Linked DNA regions of Zea mays: region 2 is linked to region 1. A link is a contact called in public Hi-C data. All regions are on one chromosome and are shown on one strand. The core of a region is the stretch at or near the end of the contact, and the rest is flanking DNA. Distances in the headings are between cores, read along the strand shown.

Evidence for each region. Hi-C and Micro-C count contacts between places; a contact is called where the count stands out from the background.
Region 2: a contact with region 1 is called in a Hi-C map of tassel, with 3 times the contacts expected there. The contact joins the promoter of LOC103653895 here to the promoter of LOC100381765 in region 1. A contact is called at or near these places in 2 of 25 Hi-C or Micro-C datasets (ear and tassel).

The regions. Positions count from the first base shown.
Region 1 is chr4:159,017,467-159,021,822 of Zm-B73-REFERENCE-NAM-5.0, forward strand. LOC100381765 (putative MAPKKK family protein kinase) reads right to left here and starts at 1,879. Exons shown (of 13, transcript NM_001321347.1): 1 at 1,389-1,879; 2 at 1-454. The coding sequence starts at 210.
Region 2 is chr4:159,377,666-159,382,021 of Zm-B73-REFERENCE-NAM-5.0, forward strand. It overlaps LOC103653895 (protein FAM32A-like), which reads left to right and starts at 2,535. Exons shown (of 2, transcript XM_008680704.4): 1 at 2,535-3,815; 2 at 3,934-4,356. The coding sequence starts at 3,938. The coding sequence ends at 4,276.

The DNA.
Region 1 (4,356 bases), core at 629-3,128:
TTCTTTTGAAGGGGATGTTGAGCGGGATTGGGCAGTAGACCAGCAACCTTTGTCACCAGCTGTGTCTTTACCATGTCTACGACTACCTCGTGATTTTTTGCTTCCCTTTTGTTCATTTGAACTTATGAGACGCTGAAATGTGTCAATGAGGTTTTCTTTGGCAGTCTTCTTCACTTCTTTGGATGAAGATTTTCCCCACCATGGTGGCATACTGAACACAGATACGGAGATGATTTATCTATGCACTCATAGCAAGATCATGCAGACTGAGCCTATGACAATTTAGAGATGGTGAACATGAGGAGCACTTCAACAAAAACCCTCCAGTACTGTAGTATTTTGGTGAACTGACAATGAACCCTCCACAGAGTGCAACACTGAAATGTGAATTTTTCCTGTTCTTGCTTCCTTGTGTGATAAAAATTCCAACTTAGTGTCGTCTCCACCCCAAAGCCTGAAACCATATGCAAACACCAGGTGATATCAATAACAATAATGGAGCACTAAAACAAAATATCATAATAATTTCTTAAGCTGACTGCAAGTGGATGTTCAGTTCCAGATTTTCAATAAATTGTGTAATCATTACGAGTAGCGTACTCTAAAAAACACACAATTGGAAACAATTTACTCGAAGTATAATAGGCATCATTTCAAAGGTTTGCTAGGATCATATAGAAATCAAAAGAAACAGACCCCAAAATAGCGTTAGTTCGATCTTGTAACATCATTTTTCATGAGAACTCTTACATGCAAAAGGGTAAAGTAACGGGGGAAAATAATCACAATGTTGACCAAAAGTTTGTCCGCAATACTAACAGCCACATGGACATAGTATCTAATCAAAACCATGTATGCAAAAACACTGGGCTTATGATATGCAGCTTTCTTTCAGAGCTCTCACGTAATAACCATTTTGAATGGGTATGATATGTGCTGGCGGCATAAGATATATGCACATTCGAATATGCAATGCACCATTTCAATCGGGGTGGCATAAACTACCAGGCTAACTGCTCTAAAGTATCCAACGCTAAGAAATCCGATATAACTCAGCTAACTTGTATACAAGTTGGAATTTATGCAGGAAAGGACAAGATGCAGTCATTGCCTCGAGATTTTTGCGAAATCAAATACACCCGCACCTTTGGTATCAAATCCTGTGGCGCCAACTGGCACTGATTATGCCCGGAAGAATAACAGCATAATGGAACTATATGGACGGACTAGAATAGCACAGTAGATTGTAAGCAAATCCACAGGTAGCTGAGTGTAGATAAAGCAAGATTCCGAATTGAATACTCGCAGTAGTCGCATTAATATTCCCCGCACAACAATAAAAACTCCGAGCACAATCTATCTACTCCGAGCAAGTTAGGAGTGCGTACCAACAAGACGACGAAAGCAATCGAAGCCCGGGTGGATCTCCGCTCCACCCCAGGTCCGGAACCACTAGAGCAGGGCGGCGGCAGAGAAGAGAAGGTGGAGGTGGGCGCCACCTGCGAAACAACGAAGAAGTCTGTGGAAGCAGACCTGTCCTGCTGCACCTGGCCGCCTGCAAGCGCCGAGGTCGCCGGCGACGAGGCGCAGCAAATCGGCACGAAGAAAAAGCACACCCGCGACGACGAGCTTCGAGGCGAAATCGGGCGGGCAGGAGAGGCCCGCGAGCGTAGGCGGGAGGAATCTGGAGGGGTGAGGGGTCGGAGAGGGACGCGCAAGGGGGGTAATGCAGGATGCGGGGGGCGGGGGAAAGGGGGGGAGGAAAGGAGACGACGACGGGAGCGGGGGAGGAGGAAGAGGGGCAGTTTTTGTTCGCCCTGTCTGCTGCGTGCTCCGCGATGCTCTTGTGCCGTTGTGCGAAGGGCCAAGGGAGTGTGCGTGCTTTGCGCCGCGCCTGTGCTGTGACGTGCTGTGCTGTGACGGGACGGCAGTGAGGAGGGAGGGGATGGTTGCTGGTGGTGGCGAGAATCTCGTGCGGTTCGGGATCACTGTGGCCAGTCGTGCCGTGGTGGGGCTGGGGTCCGTGGCAGCTGCTCCTTCCTCGTGACAAACGCTGGGCCTGGGCCTTAACTACAGTGTTGCATTGCATGTGCTGCTATGGTTAATTTGGAAATGGGGTATGATTAGGATGTTCGCAGCGATCACTCCTTTGTTTTATTGAATTACGGCAAATCTGTAAATGTTACTAGACATCATGAATTCCAAAAAATTGTAAGATTAAAACACATTTTCATTTGAGACTTGAATATGATGAACAACAAAAGACACGGTTTAGAAAATCATTGATCTAATTTTAGAAGAAAATGATAATATGTGAGAGGAGTATATTTGTATATATGTGTATGATGAAGATGTAAACAAAAGATGTCCATAATATCAACAATACTCGTACCAACAAGGTTTACATTCTTTTTCGGAGGTCTATGTCGAAAGAACATCTAGGTTAAACATTTTTGACCTAGAGAAAAGACTCGTGTCTCGTAAGGATAGTCTATGATCATAGAGGGGTGTCAGTATTAACTACCAGCGTCTAGAGGTAGCTTGGATGTTACACGTTCGGACATATGGTGTGTGTGGGCCGCGAGATGTCACATGGAATGATATATAATGACACTAGATACAAATATGTGGCCAGTAAGGGAAAATTCTGACTTGGTGTTAACCAAAAAGGGTGTCGATCTTCTAAGGGGGTGGATTATGATATCCTAGCCCAAAGCTTAATAGGGTTGATAAAATACTAATGCCAACAAGGTGTATCTTTTTTTAGAAGTCTATCTACCTTTGAGTTAAGCGTGCTTAGTCTAGAGAAATTTTGGGATGAGTGATAGACCGAAAAGTTTTCTTAGATGGGCATAAACTGCCATGAGTAACTAGCGCTAGGCCAGGTAGACAATCTTGCCATTTTTATGGCTTGTACCATTGTTCCTCCTTATGAAATGGCATCATTGTTCCCCCTTCACCTCTCTATACCAACACAAGTAGACAATCTCGCCATTTCTATGGATTGTACCATTGTTCCTCCTTATGCAGTGGCATCATTGTTCCCCTTCATCTTTCTATCCCAACATCTAATAGAAATCCATGAAAATGGAGATAGATTTGAAACAGGTGTTGCACGGAGAAAGAGGATAGCTCAAATAGGGCCTAGCCAAGGATTACAATCCTACTCATGGGTGAAATACCTCTATTCTAGTGACAATCTAACTTATGAGTATGGATATATGTGGACATCATACTCAACAGATGCTTGTACATGGGAAAAATGTTACCTATGGTACAATGCGGGCATAATTTACTCCACTTGCACCTTACTCATCCCGCTGCCATCCATAGACCTAATACAGATTCTCATGTTAACTGTAAGCATATGTATGATCGTGTAGCATAGTTGCAAGCATAGGTTTGTTGCATCTCAAGGTAGACGACAAAGTGACAGATCTAGCAAGTAGGGCTCTGAGTCCTTTTCTTCCCTCTCCTCTCCCATTACGCACCACATACATTATTGGTGTACATGTAGAGCCTCTCCTAAACCCCTCTACAAAATTGCAGTCATAAAAGTTTGAAGGGACTAGAGGTAAAAGATAAAGGAACTCCTAGCATTTGTTTCTAAATCCGCCACTAACTATACTGTCACACCCGGTTTTAGAAGGCAAACCGAATGCGAACCATGTACGTGCCAGGATCAGCAATTCACGTACACAACAGTTACATAACTGGACATCATCACACAGTGCTCAAATAATAATATAAAAGGGGAATAATAGTCGATTACATCATATGTCTGAGACATCCACATAGTCTTTACAATAATCAAAGTGCGGAAAAGAAACGTAGATACACGCGGCCTTCACAGGAAGCCGACTTGGGGTTGCCGCTAACCCACACCTAGAACTCATCGTAATCTTGGAACTCCTGGTGGTCTCCTTCCACGGCTTCATCCTCTCCTGAGCAGGGGTTGCAATGCTGACAACCTGGGGATGGGGGGGTTTGGTGTGTAGAGCAAGGGTGAGTACACATCAACATACTCAACAAGTGTCATGTTTGGCTGTAGTGGACTAGCTTATGTGGGGGTAAGTCAAGCAGTTGCTTTTAGTTGGTCAGATTATTATTACTAGTAGAGAAAGCCAAGTTTTAGAATTAACCCACGTTATTAACCCAAACGTACTCCTTTCCAAACGGAAAGAGTACCACTTACCATTACCAGAGTCAATACCAAAAACCATCAATCTCATTGCCACCTGTAATCCGAACATCTCTGATCAAGTACCACTAATCAATGGAGCTCCCTTGGCCGCTCATAACCGCGAGCACGGCTGATATATCAGTTTTCATACACTCTGCAGAGGTTGCGCACTT
Region 2 (4,356 bases), core at 1,285-3,784, 360 kb after region 1:
ACTCCAAAGTCAGATGAAAAACAATGAACTTCAGCTTCAGTAAACGGAACCTAGTGCTGAAACTCCCAAAGTCTGACAGCACAACTACAAGCAATCTTTCTCCCGGTTCTTAGTAACAACAAGCCAACCTTGGTTCACAAAACATGTTCACAAAGCCAAACTCTACAAGTTTTCTGCAGAAGCCCTAAGTCAAATACTCACAGATCAAGAGTTATAATGCCCCGAAGTTGAGTAAAAACACTAGAATTCAGCTGCAGCTAACTGAACAAGAAACTGAACACACATGCCTGACAAAGAATGTTTGGGCACAGTTTACTCAATTTTTGTGCAACACCAAACAAAACTTTCTTAAGAAGATTTGATCACCATTATATGGTCTTCAACTTTGTTATATCGTTCCTAGACTAAAACATGATGGAATGGTCACAAAAGTGTTCCCAAACTGACACCACACACTGTAAATTCAGTTTTCAGGCAGCTGAATGAAATTCAGTCTCTGCAACTGAAAGTCCATCTTTGGGCAGTCTTCACACCACTTTGTGTGTGGGGTCAAGCCCAACTTACTTAAAGGATATTGTTCTCTAACACATGGTCTTCAAGCTTGCTGCAGAAACTTTGGTTCAAAAGCACCTAGAACAGGCACTACACAGCTCCAAAACTGCACTAAAAATACTGATTTCAGATTTTCAGTTCTGAATAGACTAAGTCACCAACCACCTGACAGTCAAACTTTGAGCAGCTGTTACACCACTTTTTATGTGGGATCATGTCCATTATCCTTTAATAAAGTTGTTCACCATTAGGTGGTATTTAGTTCATTTATAAAAACCTCAGTCCAAAACCTTATAGAACAACCACAAAAGGGCTCCAAACTTGGCACCATACAACAAATTTCAGATTTCAGAACTGAACCAAATGCAGTTAAAGCACTGTCTGTCAGTCCAACCTTGAGCAAGCTTTCTCTCCAACTTTTGTGTAGGATCAAACCAAAGTCACTTAAGGAGACTTATTCACCATCATATGGTATTTAATACCTCTATATATTCTACAGCCCAAAACCTCATGGATTAGGCACAATTGAGCTCCAAAAACAGCTATATATATTGAAATCTCAGTTTCAGTCACTGTTCCAAATCTGAAAACTCAAAAGTCTGTCAACCCCACTTTGGATCACCTCTTCTCCTAGTTGTATATAGTTCCAGGGCTGTCACACTTAATAAAAGTTGTTCTCCTATACGTATCCCACAATTTTTCTATAGTGGTCATTAACCAAAACCTCTTGGATTCCAAACTACAATAGCCCAAAGTTTGCTCCAATTGCTGAAATTCAGACTCCGAATTCTACCAAGTCTGAAATCGAGAAACTCTGTTAGCTCTACTTTGGACCAGTTTTTCTCTAAGTTCCAAATAGTTTTAGAGCTAGATGACTTAACCAAACTTATACTCCTCATGTAGCTCTATGACTTTGTTATAATGATCATCTTCAAAATGGTCCTAGATCAGAAGTTACAAGGGTCCAAATTTGACTAGTTTATATATTTTCAGAAGTTCCAAAATGAACCCAAAACTGAATTTTTGTGAATTACTCCAATTTTCTCTATAAAACTTGGAAATATCCAAATAAGAATTATTCACTATTCCAAGCTCTACAACTTTGGTATATGAACTTTTAACCAATCCTTTCTAGATTTTAAATTCCACCTTTGGGCAAGTTTAGGGCTTATAGATACTCAACCACCCTAAGTGCTTCACCACTTCTAATCCACATATCAAAAGCAAACTTATCCATCCTCCTAAAGCAAAGTTGCTCCTTAATCTCAAATCCAACTTTGGCTTATAGAACTCAGGTCCAAAGTATCCTTGATTTAGGAGTTGTTTGCTTACACTCAATTCCAATAAAGGTTTTCAAGCCTTAGGATTTTGCAGTTAATCCTTCGGTCCAAGTATTTCTTCCACTTGATCTATCTTTGAAAACAAATTTTCTATAGACTCTAGAAATTGCCTTTAGCACTTCAAGACTCAAAGTCAATTTGTTACTTGCTCAAGGGATGACCTGCTCTTGTTTAGCTTAGATCCTTAACTAGGTCCTCTACTCTGTAGTCTGCACACAACATCATCTTATTGTAAAATTTTTGATCTAGTGAATGCATTCTATGTGTAACAAGCAGTTAATGCAAGTGCAGATGATGACATACAAAAATTTTTAGTTATCGTAACACCAGGGGTGTTACATTAACCCTTCTGTTAGATGCACTAGAGCTAATTTTGACTAATTTATAGACATAGCTAAGAATTGGTCTTTATATCTAAAGAAGTCATAAATTGAATCACAATTCTAGGTAAATCCTAGACTATTATGTGATCGTCCTGATGTTTTCTTTTTGGCTATGAGAATAACTTTTTTTTGCTATGTCATAGAGTTCTATAAATTGAAGAGAACTCAAGACTTCTGCAGTTCTGTCACAAATGTGAGTCCACTCTTGTTTTTTCTTGCATAATTTATTTCATAATCTTTTCGTAGATCGGTACCTGCTAATAGCTGCTTAGCAGTTCAGTTGCTTCTCTAGAAAAAAAACTGAAATCAGATAAAGTAGAAGTTGTTTTTCACCGATCATTAGCTTCTTAGATAAGATCTATGCGAAACATGCAACTCTCAAGGCACAAACTGATAATCGTGCCCTGCGTCCCAGCCCTTTTAAGCCGCCGGCGGCCGGCAGCGTCTTCCTCTCCTCCTCCGCCCGCGGAGGCACAACGCACTAGCGCAGTGCGCAGAGGGGAGACGCGAACGCAAACGCGAGCGGCAGTCCCACGAAGGCGCGGAGCGAGCGAGCGACGGCCGCCGGCGCCGCGGCGGAGAAGCGAGCAACTCCGTGCCTGTGCGTCTGTGCGAGCAGAGAGCGGCGGCGGAGCGGAGAAGACGGAACGCTCGCGGCCTAAATCACGCTGCCAAATCTTTTTGATTCCAACTAACCCAATCATCTAATCGCACCTCCTACCGAACCCCTGCCATGGCATGCCACGTACGCGACCTGGCCACCCAATCTGTGGCCTGTGGCCTGTGGCTGTGGGCAGTAAGACGACAGGCATAAGTTTTGACTGTATTGTAGTTGTAGCCTTGTAGGCTTGCCGGCTGCGGCTGCTCAGCTCTACGTTGTTCCGGAACCTTCTGCTTCGCCCGCCGTCACGCGACCGCGAGCACCACCGCTAGCATAAACCGGCGACGAACCCAAAAGTCAGGCATCACTGCGAGCCAAGTATAGCAAGGCGCGGAAAGGCGTCGAGTGGAGTGGCTGCGGTGCCTGCCCGTCTATCTTCGGGGAGCGTCTGGGGTTGCCGGCGGGGAGGCCATGGACCGGGGTCGAAGCGAGAGCGGCCTGCGGTCGCACGGGTCCGGCAAGGTCTCCTCTCGGCCGGGGTCGGGGTCGCTTGTGTTCCCGGAGGAGCAACGGTGCAGGCACGACGAGTTTGGCGACCGCCGCAGCATGACAGATGCGACGGCTCCGCAAGGCGGCACGGCTGCGCCGACGTCAGCGCACAGCACCGCAGCCCGCACGAGAGAACCTGCCCTTGCACGGGAGCACCGCGCGAGGATGGGCCTCGGACAAATACTGTTCCCCACAACCACAAGACTGAACTGCACCAAAACGTGGAGCTCGGACACGGACTCTGGACTCGGACACGGACTCTGGACTCGGACACGAACACGGACACCGCGTGGAACAGGAGCTCGGACCCGGACTCGGACACGAACACGGACACCGCGTGGAACAGGAGCTCGGACACGGACTCTGGACGCTTCAATCCCGTGTGACTAGGTACTATATATTTAGCGTGTAATCCCTTCAGTTCGTAGTCTCTCTACAACGTCTGCAGTTCCGTCTCTCGTGTTTAACGGCAGTCTCTCTATAACTTTACTAGATTTCTTTGTTACAGCAAGATGTTGGAATACCAAAACGTCGTTGGGGGACGGTTGAAGTTGAAGGGTAAAGCGCTGGACGTGAAAGATTGTGGAGTAAAGAAAAAGAAGAAAAAGTACCAGCGTGAGGAGTCGTCTCAGACTGAATCTGATAAGAATGTAGATGAAGGGAACTCACATCTTGACTATGACCATCTCACACCAGCAGAGCGTCGATACATGGAACAGAAGCAGAAGATCGACATGCAGAAGATAGCCAAAGTCGCCAACAAGTCACACAAGGACCGCATGCAGGACTTCAACCAGTACCTGGCTAAGCTGAGCGACCACTACGACATCCCCAAAGTTGGCCCTGGCTAACATGGCCAATCTAGCTGTGTTACGCACAAATAATTGTATACTGTGTGGGTTCATCTAGTTTTCTGTTAGCATTTTATGTA